Linked DNA regions of Mus musculus: regions 1 and 2 are each linked to region 3. A link is a contact called in public HiChIP or PLAC-seq and promoter capture Hi-C data. All regions are on one chromosome and are shown on one strand. The core of a region is the stretch at or near the end of the contact, and the rest is flanking DNA. Distances in the headings are between cores, read along the strand shown. Region 1 holds the start of Rufy4 (RUN and FYVE domain containing 4). Region 2 overlaps Usp37 (ubiquitin specific peptidase 37). Region 3 holds the start of Tmbim1 (transmembrane BAX inhibitor motif containing 1).

Region 1 (2,700 bases), core at 12-2,511, 180 kb before region 3:
ACAGCTCCCTACCTGAAGCAGCAGCCGCCTCCTCGGGTCGGGCGCCGCACCCCCGGGCTCACAGCGCTCGGGCCGCGCGGGGCCCGGCGGAGTCCCGGGGGGCTGCGGGCCGCAGGAGGGCAGAGGCTCGAGCGCCTCGCAGCACACCAGGCTCACGGTGCAGCCCATCCGGCCCGGGACCCGGCGGGCCCGGGGCGGGGACGCGGACTACCCGCGAGCCGGCCCGCCCCCCAGCCCCAGCGACCTCTCGGCCCCAGGCGTCTGCGACGTGGGGAAGAAGGGCGACGCCCCCGGCCCGCCCCGTCGGAGTCCGCCTCCGCCTCCGCCACCGCTCTGCCAGGCAGTGGGAGTGCGGGGCCTGGCGAGGGGCGGCGACACGGACGCTGGAGGCAGAAGGCGGGGAGGGGACCCGAGGGCGCGGGAAGGCGGGAGGGGCGGCGGCGGGATCCCCGGGACAGGCTGAACTGGGAACGCAAGAGAGCGACGCCGTGACTAGTGAGCGACTGAGAGACTGACACCAGAGAAGGGATCTGAAGGGACAGAGACGGTGGCATGGAGGACGAGGGGAGCGCCGGGGTTAGATCTGGCTCTGCACCGGGCAGAAGGGCGGGACATGGAGCAGAGAACAGCACGTTTGGGGATCGCTCTGAGCCCTACTTACAAGTAGTTCCTCGAGCTCGTAAAAGTAGTTCTAGAAGTCCCTAACCCTTGGTTTTAAGTGACATGCCAGCCTGGCCTAGAAAAAGGATGACCCCAGCACCAGGAAGTTGAACGAGAGCAGCGGGAAAGACCACCCTACACCGAGCAGCCCACCTGGCGTTTCCATCCCCGGGAAGTGGGTACCAGGGCTGGAAGGAAGGCACCCCAACACTGACTGGGATCCCGCAGCTGGCTGGGGTAAGAGGAGGGAGAAAGACACTTGGTGGCCGTTTGCCCCTTCTCCCCACCTGTGTCACTTTCAGTCCAGTGACAGAAGAGACAACTCGAGAAAAGGAGCCCACTAGCGCTTCTGTCAGCCCCTTTCCGCCATCTACTGGCAACAAGACAGAAAGACAGGAGCAGGTGCCCGGGAAAGGAAGCCCCTGCCGGTGTTGTGTTTTGCCACCAACTGGCCTCATGCCAGATGACTTTGAGGAAGCCACCCATTCTGCCTCAGTGCCCTGATCTTTCTCTACCACTTCTCCCTGGCCAGGGTTGGTCCAGCCCCCTTCAGGCTGGGCTGAGTCACTCCCCAGGCAGGAGAGCTGGAAAAGACTGTGCAGAGCCCACAGTCACAAGGGACATACTCAGGCTACAGAATCCTGCCCACATCCCAAACAGACAAGCTTTTCTCAGGTGAGCACGGGAGTCCCTGGGCTTGGGGATTAGGTAGAGAGACCCTAGAAAAGGTCTGTAGAGAACTTCTTTTTTGTTTGTTTTTTGTTTTTTGTTTTTTTGAGACAGGGTTTCTCTGTATAGCCCTGGCTGTCCTGGAGCTTACTTTGTAGCCCAGGCTGGCCTCGAACTCAGAAATCCGCCTGCCTCTGCCTCTCCAGTGCTGGGATTAAAGGCGTGCGCCACCACGCCCAGCTTGTAGAGAACTTCTGTCTAACCCTTGGTGTACAGGTCAGGAAAGTGGAGCCTAAGAAAGGGTGACCAGTCCAGGACGGGACCTTTATCTTCTGACTCCCGATCCTGGGCCCCATGCACTGCTGTCCTAGCCTTTCTTTTCTTCTTTTCCCTTTCTTCCCCCCATGATCCACTGCTACAGGATCATGCCAGAGCTACCCTGCCCACAAACTCCAGCACTCCTGCCTGGGAAGCTGGACACCTGGCCTGGCTTTTGATGCCAGGATCTCAGCCTAAGCTCATTCAACATCCTTCAAGGGCAACAGTATCCCTCTCTGAGCCCCAGGACCCTTGAGAGACAGAAGTAGAGTTCTACGAGAGAGGGTGGTGGGATTCAAACCAGGCACCCTGCTCCCCACACCGAACATTGGTTCAGTCCCAATGTTGCACCCTCTGTCTACTTCTGCATGCTTTCCCAGAGAACATACATTTTCCACTCAGCTGGGGCCCTGGAAAGGATGAATGTGGGTCCCAAGGCAATGACACTCTGCTGAGGCTCAGGGGCTAGTCCGGGGGAAAGGAGGTGACAGTTCCCCTAGCTGGGTGTCCCCATGGTGCAGGCATTCTGTTCGACTCATAAGGAAGTCTGAGCTCAGCTTACAGCTTTGTGATACTGGGCTGAGATTTACCCTCTCTGTGCCTAGTCACCATGTGTAATGCTATGCTCTGGAGGCTACTAAGGGGATTGAATGAGACAAAGATGTCAGCAATGGCCAGGGTGACCAACACCAGTGATAGCTCAATAAGTAGAGACTGCTGATACCATTGCATGCACTAGCAAGATTTTGCTGAAAGGACCCAGATATGGCTGTCTCTTATGAGACTATGCCGGGGCCTAGAAAACACAGAAGTGGATGCTCACAGTCAGCTATTAGATGGATCATAGGGCCCCCAATGGAGGAGCTAGAGAAAGTACCCAAGGAGCTAAAGGGAACTGCAACCCTATAGGTGGAACAACAATATGAACTAACCAGTACCCCGGAGCTCTTGTCTCTAGCTGCATATGTATCAAAAGATGGCCTAGTCAGCCATCACTGGAAAGAGAGGCCCATTGGACTTGCAAACTTTATATGCCCCAGTACAGGGGAACGC
Region 2 (2,700 bases), core at 197-2,696, 130 kb after region 3:
TTCTTCCTGCTGGGACAAAGCTTATGAGTGTGTGTACACACACTATCCCTACGAAACAAGAGCACTGCCTCCCTATAGATTTAAGTGACGGTCTTGGCTATTAAAATAAACAACATTCACATGCAGCTTTTTAACTCTGCATAACATGGCGGGTGGGGGTGGAAAATCAACTTTTTAGTTTATTCTCTTTCCCAGTTTTGGCTAAGATGAGAAGACTGCATAGAGTACTAGTTGCTATAAAATTCCAGTTCAGTCATTTAAAGTAACATAACCATACATTTGGCATTTTATACAGGAAAGTTATTATGCTGACTGAAGGGAACCAACACCCTCTGTTCCTATCTAATAATCTGCCCCTTCTTAGCCTAACATGTTAACTGTTCTATCCCCCAATTCTTTGATCACAGTATTAAAAAAAGAGACTATATTTACTCATAATTTTAAAATAGACACAGGCAGCTTAGAACAACCAGTACCCTATCAATACAGTCTAGGTGAGATTGCCATTTGGAGTCAAGCAGTCAGTTAAAGGAAAGAAGGGAGCAGGGAAGCTGACAGGTCATCATATGGACTGGACATAAAATTCAAATCCTAAATTTGCAAGGAGTAACTATTTATAACTAACACAAGTCCTGCCCAAGACATGGGAGTCAAAAGGAATCAGGCTCTGTGGCGAGCCACGGCCTTCTAAGTCAACAGGGACACAAGCAGGTATGAGAGTGGTCCAGATGCCCAGGAGGCAGTCCAGACTGAGGGCATCATGTCTGCGTCCTCATGCCATGATGCAGAGCCTTTTTTTTTTTTTAAATTAAATAAACTTCCTCATCATTTCAACTGCTCGAAGTTCTCCAGTAGAGACAAGAGAACTCACTAAAGCACACCATCATCACCCTGGGTGCTCAAGACAACCAGTCACTTTCAAGAAAAACAAGACAAAAGGAGACTCCTGCTCGAGGTGAAACAACACAATTTAAAGTTAGCTTTAAAAACAAATGTTTTTCTCTGTTGTAAACTGCTGCATACCCTCCCCGTGCCACTGTGGAACATTCACTATAACAATGTGTGCTGGCAGATGGTGGAGTCAGAGTTTCTCAGCAGTCAAAGCCCCGAGGCACACGTCAGCAGTTCAGAGCTTTAGAAGAGGTGATTAGTGAGAATATACCCAGGTTCTAAGAGTCAGGCTGGAGCTCTCTGAATACACTCTTCCAGAAAAGATGCTGCATCTTCAGTGATGGGTTTTAACATCTTCTGAAAATCTAACATGGTTTCATATCTAACTCAGAACTCACAGCAACCCTCCCATTAATAATAGAAGAAAAAATAGGGAACAAAACAAATGCAGACTTCATGTTGCTAAGGTCTGTGCAATCCTAATGACACTTGTGCTGACAGATTCCCCAGGCTCATCATGGTTTCGTTAGCTGCTTACCCAGGCAGGTCACGTGGGCAGAGTGACTCATGCAGTACTTGCCGCTGCACTGACACTTGGTCTCACTCGGAGCACTAACAAGTAAGATATGTACTAGGCACCTTTGATTGATAGCTCCTGGAATCCCCTCCCACTACTTATTTTCACCCTAGCAACACAGTGTTTAGCTTTTAGCTTTAGTGGCCCAGAATCTGCACTGTAAAAAGTGGCATGCCCCTGCTTTCTCTGCCTGCAGGACAGAGACTAGTGTTCCTCCCTGCCCTAAGCATCCCTGTCAGTCCCAGTTGAAGCTGTCTTTGAACCTTTTATAACCGAGGCTGTAATCCATTGGGTCATGCCTGTTCCATGGGAAAATGATACAGAAGAAAATATAAGCTTCTAGCTTTACCATCAGCACGCCACAGAAGACGATGATGAACACACCGTGTGGAGGCATCTGAGAGAAAATGCCAAGGGCATGATAAACAGCAAGTGTGGGGCTGGAACACTCCGAAGCACCAACAATCCATTGTTTGGAAACTGCATGTAAACAGCATGAGAGTCATAAAATCAAAAGAAAAATAAAACTCAAATCAGGCTACAGAAATACCTCTTGCAAGGAAAATAAACTGTTTTTAGTGTAACTAGCTTCCCAGAGAGCTTTACTTACAACAAACATAAAATGTTGGACTTGAGTGAAGCCATTCAAAAGACAAAAAAAAAAAAAAAAAAAAAAAAAAACCAACCCAAAAAGCCCCAAAGTTAAGAGCCAAACGCTATGCGCACCCCCACACTGCCTCAAATGAATGTGCTTGGACACTTTGATTTCTCGGCCAAACAGCTGCAGCATTCACTGTGAGCAAGAGCACTACTTCTGTTGGCTCATCCTAGCTCTTTAAGGCTCCATTCATTCAGTATATGCGTGTGGGTATGTACATATATATTTACAGTATGTATTCATTCCTAAGACAAAAGGAAGCGGCACTCTTGTAGAAGAAAAAGAGGATAATCAGCTATAGATGCGACCAAGGTTTCCATAAAACAGCATGGAGCGTTGCACATGACTGAAGTTTCTTTTGGTTTGGCCCTGAGCTGTTGTTGCTCCTGCATCAAGTAGAGTTCCCAATTCTCTTCGGGCAGAGGACGTCAAGGAGGGTGGCAGTGACAGACGTGCAGCTTGTGCTGACGCCCACGAGGTTCTCCTCATGAAGCCTGACGGGCAGCTCTCCCCACCTCCATGCTAAGCGCCTGAGAGGTTTTTTCTGTCTCCAGCAACTCATCAAAGATCTCCC
Region 3 (2,700 bases), core at 44-2,543:
TAGGTTGACCCTCAGCCCCATGGGTACCACCACCCATAGGCCACAGTGGAGTGAGTGACTGGGGAAGGATGCCCCGGGGAACAAGACCTGGTGAAGACAGTCCAGGCTCTGCCTTGGCAGAGAGCCTTCCATTCCTTCCTCCTTTTCTGGTTCCCTCCTGGCCCTCCCAAACCTGCTTTCCCTTTTCCCATTTCCCTGTTTCTTTTTTTTTTTTTTTTTTTTTTTTATTTTTTATTCTGACCTAAAGAGGTCACCAGGGCCAGGCAAGACAGCTTTCACCTGTAATACTCCCAGCACTTAAGGATCTGAGGCAACAAGTTCAAGGCTTGACTGGGCTACTGAGTGAAACTGTCTCAAATAAATAAATAAATAAATAAATAAATAAATAAATAAACCAACCAACCAACCAACCAACCAACCAACCAACCACAGTTCATCAGCTTGACTGTACTTTCTGGTAGGCTTCTGAATTACAGAGCAAAGGAACAGGAGCAGGCCAGGTTAGGAGTAGGAATGGCTTCTTCTTTAGACCTTAGGTTGGCCCGCTGGCTTCTCTGAGCTAGGGCTCCCTCCTCCCACCCCCCACCTTAGACAGATTCTCATCACCAGTTTTTACGCAGCCTGGTGACGCCAGGGCAAGCTCGAACAGCCCCGGGTGGGTTCCAAGCCTCTGGCTGGCTCCCTCCCTCCCTCTCCCCACCAGCTGAGGACCATGACCGCCTCCATTCTCACTTGCTGCACGGCCACTCTGGGGCCCCGGAGTGGGGGACACGTCCTCAGACAAACAAGCCACTCAGCCACTGAGAGGAGCACCCTACAAGAAGCGGGTCAGCTCGCGGGTGCGCACCGAATGCGGTTGCGCCACAAGCCCGGGCCATATGTCCTGCCCGGGCGCACATGGAAAGTGAAGACCGGAACAGGCAGAACGAAAGGACCCTAGCCTGGCTCCGGAGCACGACCGGAGTCGGCCCGCGCGTGCCAGAAAAGTTCGGGCGCCTGGGCGCAGCGCCGCCCCAGGCCACTTCCATTCCCCGCCGGTCTCGGGTCCCCACCTCCAACGGCCGCAGCCCCCTCACTTGCCTGCGCTGTTCCGGACCGTGAGATCCGCCTGGGCCTCCGGGCGCTGGCGAGGACTGGGCTGGGCCGGGCTGGACTGGGGCTCCGTGCCCCGCCCCGTCTCTCTCCGCCGCCAGTGGGGAGGAGCCGCCCGGCACCCCGAGACCTCCAGGGAGCGCTGGGGTCCCCTCCAGACCTCAACCACGACCCAGGTGTGAGTGGTTCACATTTACTGGAAGCAACGCCGGTTCGCAGCGAAAACCCAAACTCACTGGGAAAAAAATAACTTCTTTCCATGAATTCCAGACTCCACCCCAGTAAGAAGTGCTATTTATGCGTCATCAGTGCCTACATATCAGCGATTTGCGCTAGGGGCTTTAGAGCTAATCCTGTTGTCTTAAAAGTTGTTATTGGGTTTGTTTTTTTGTTTGTTTGTATTCTGGGTAAAAGAGCGATGTCGCTATGTACCTCAGGCTGGTCTCCAGCACTTGTCACCCGGCCTCAGCCCAAGTGTTGCAATTACTGACCCTGGTTTCACATAGTCAGATTTCACTGATTTTTTTTCCCTCTTTTTCTTTTTTGTCACTAACTGATCTTCAGCACTTTCGGTCTAGGGGCGTAGGTCAGTGGTAGATCTCTGGCTTTCCATGTGAGAGACCCAGCTGGGTTTCATCCCCATGCCAGGAAAACCAAACAACAAAAGAATAGTTTCAATGATGCACAATATTGTATCACATGGCTATGCTATGTTTATATCAATTCATTCTTAAAACTTCTTATTTCGTGAAAAAAAAATTTAAGTCACAAAAAAAAGAAAGAAAAAAAAAGAAAAGAAAAATTTAAGTCACAAAAAAGTCTGTGGTGACTAAGAATTCTGTGCTTGTAAGCTAACCGCCCTTTTCAAATGTAAAACTTCAAACACAGGCATGAGACTCCGAAGCTATGCTTGGAATCAGTCATGTGTCACTTAATGACAGGGATGTGCTAGGTTAGGAAATTTCTGTTTTGCAAACCTCATGGTGTGTTTACACTAACAGCTCACTATGTGTGACTGGGAAGTAAAAATAATCTTATAGCAGTTGGCAGTATGCTGGCTTAGGGTGCGAGCAGTCCTGGGTTCCATCTCCAGCACTGCATAAACAGTGGAAGTGGCATGTGCCCGTAATGCCAGATATTTTGGGAATGTTAATAATAAAATAACTTACCTCAAAGAGGTTAAGAGGAGCCAAATATGTGGCCATGGTCAGAGAAAACCAATATAGGTTATCCAAAAGTCTGTGTTCCAACATGGGAATCGTTTGGTGAAGTTTTGAGGAGGTTGGAAAGTCATCTTAATTAGGGTTTTATTGCTGTAAACAAACACCATGACCAAGGCAGCTCTTATAAGGACAGCATTTAATTGGAGCTGACTTACAGGTTCAGAGGTTCAGGCAATTATCATCAAGGCGGCATCCAGGCAGGCGTGGTGCAGGAGGAGCTGAGAGTTCTAAGTCTTCATCTGAAAGTCACTAGAAGACTGGCTTCCAGGCAGCTAGGATGAAGGTCCTAAAGCCCATGCCCACAGTGACACACTTCCTCCAACAATGCCACACCTACTCTAACAAGGCCAAACCTCCAAATAGTGCCACTCCCTGGGCCAAGTAC

The links. HiChIP or PLAC-seq counts read pairs in DNA pulled down with a chosen protein or histone mark. Capture Hi-C pulls out chosen DNA fragments and counts their contacts.
Region 1: a contact with region 3 is called in a promoter capture Hi-C map of adipose tissue. The contact joins the promoter of Rufy4 here to the promoter of Tmbim1 in region 3. A contact is called at or near these places in 1 of 484 Hi-C or Micro-C datasets (CD4 T cells), 2 of 115 datasets of contacts at active chromatin or transcription factors (embryonic stem cells and pancreatic cancer cells) and 2 of 9 other capture datasets (adipose tissue and liver).
Region 2: a contact with region 3 is called in an HNF4G HiChIP or PLAC-seq map of pancreatic cancer cells. The contact joins the enhancer-like site here to the promoter of Tmbim1 in region 3. A contact is called at or near these places in 19 of 39 promoter capture datasets (the 3T3-L1 cell line, 3T3-L1-derived adipocytes, the C10 cell line and 14 more), 4 of 15 datasets of contacts at CTCF or cohesin (CD8 T cells, the NIH/3T3 cell line and pro-B cells), 46 of 484 Hi-C or Micro-C datasets (the AML12 cell line, B cells, the Ba/F3 cell line and 35 more), 19 of 115 datasets of contacts at active chromatin or transcription factors (the HPC-7 cell line, the NIH/3T3 cell line, bone marrow-derived dendritic cells and 14 more) and 4 of 9 other capture datasets (adipose tissue, liver, macrophages and 1 more).

Annotation. Positions count from the first base shown.
Region 1 is chr1:74,124,280-74,126,979 of GRCm38.p6, forward strand. Rufy4 (RUN and FYVE domain containing 4) reads left to right here and starts at 1,262. Exons shown (of 12, transcript NM_001170641.1): 1 at 1,262-1,335. It overlaps Tns1 (tensin 1), which reads right to left and starts at 269. Exons shown (of 33, transcript NM_001289895.2): 1 at 13-269. The coding sequence starts at 168.
Region 2 is chr1:74,436,780-74,439,479 of GRCm38.p6, forward strand. It overlaps Usp37 (ubiquitin specific peptidase 37), which reads right to left. Exons shown (of 24, transcript NM_001310662.1): 24 at 1-2,699. The coding sequence ends at 2,612. Among named protein-coding and RNA genes, the nearest start is that of Vil1, 29 kb to the left of the region's middle. Within about 2 kb of position 1,447, at least 114 of the 459 cell types and tissues checked have an H3K27ac peak or open chromatin away from gene starts, as enhancers often do. A contact at or near this core is called in the G1E-ER4 cell line, the HPC-7 cell line, the NIH/3T3 cell line and 15 more, where this site is marked.
Region 3 is chr1:74,303,043-74,305,742 of GRCm38.p6, forward strand. Tmbim1 (transmembrane BAX inhibitor motif containing 1) reads right to left here and starts at 1,294. Exons shown (of 12, transcript NM_027154.5): 1 at 1,081-1,294. All of the region lies in intron 2 of Pnkd (paroxysmal nonkinesiogenic dyskinesia), which reads left to right.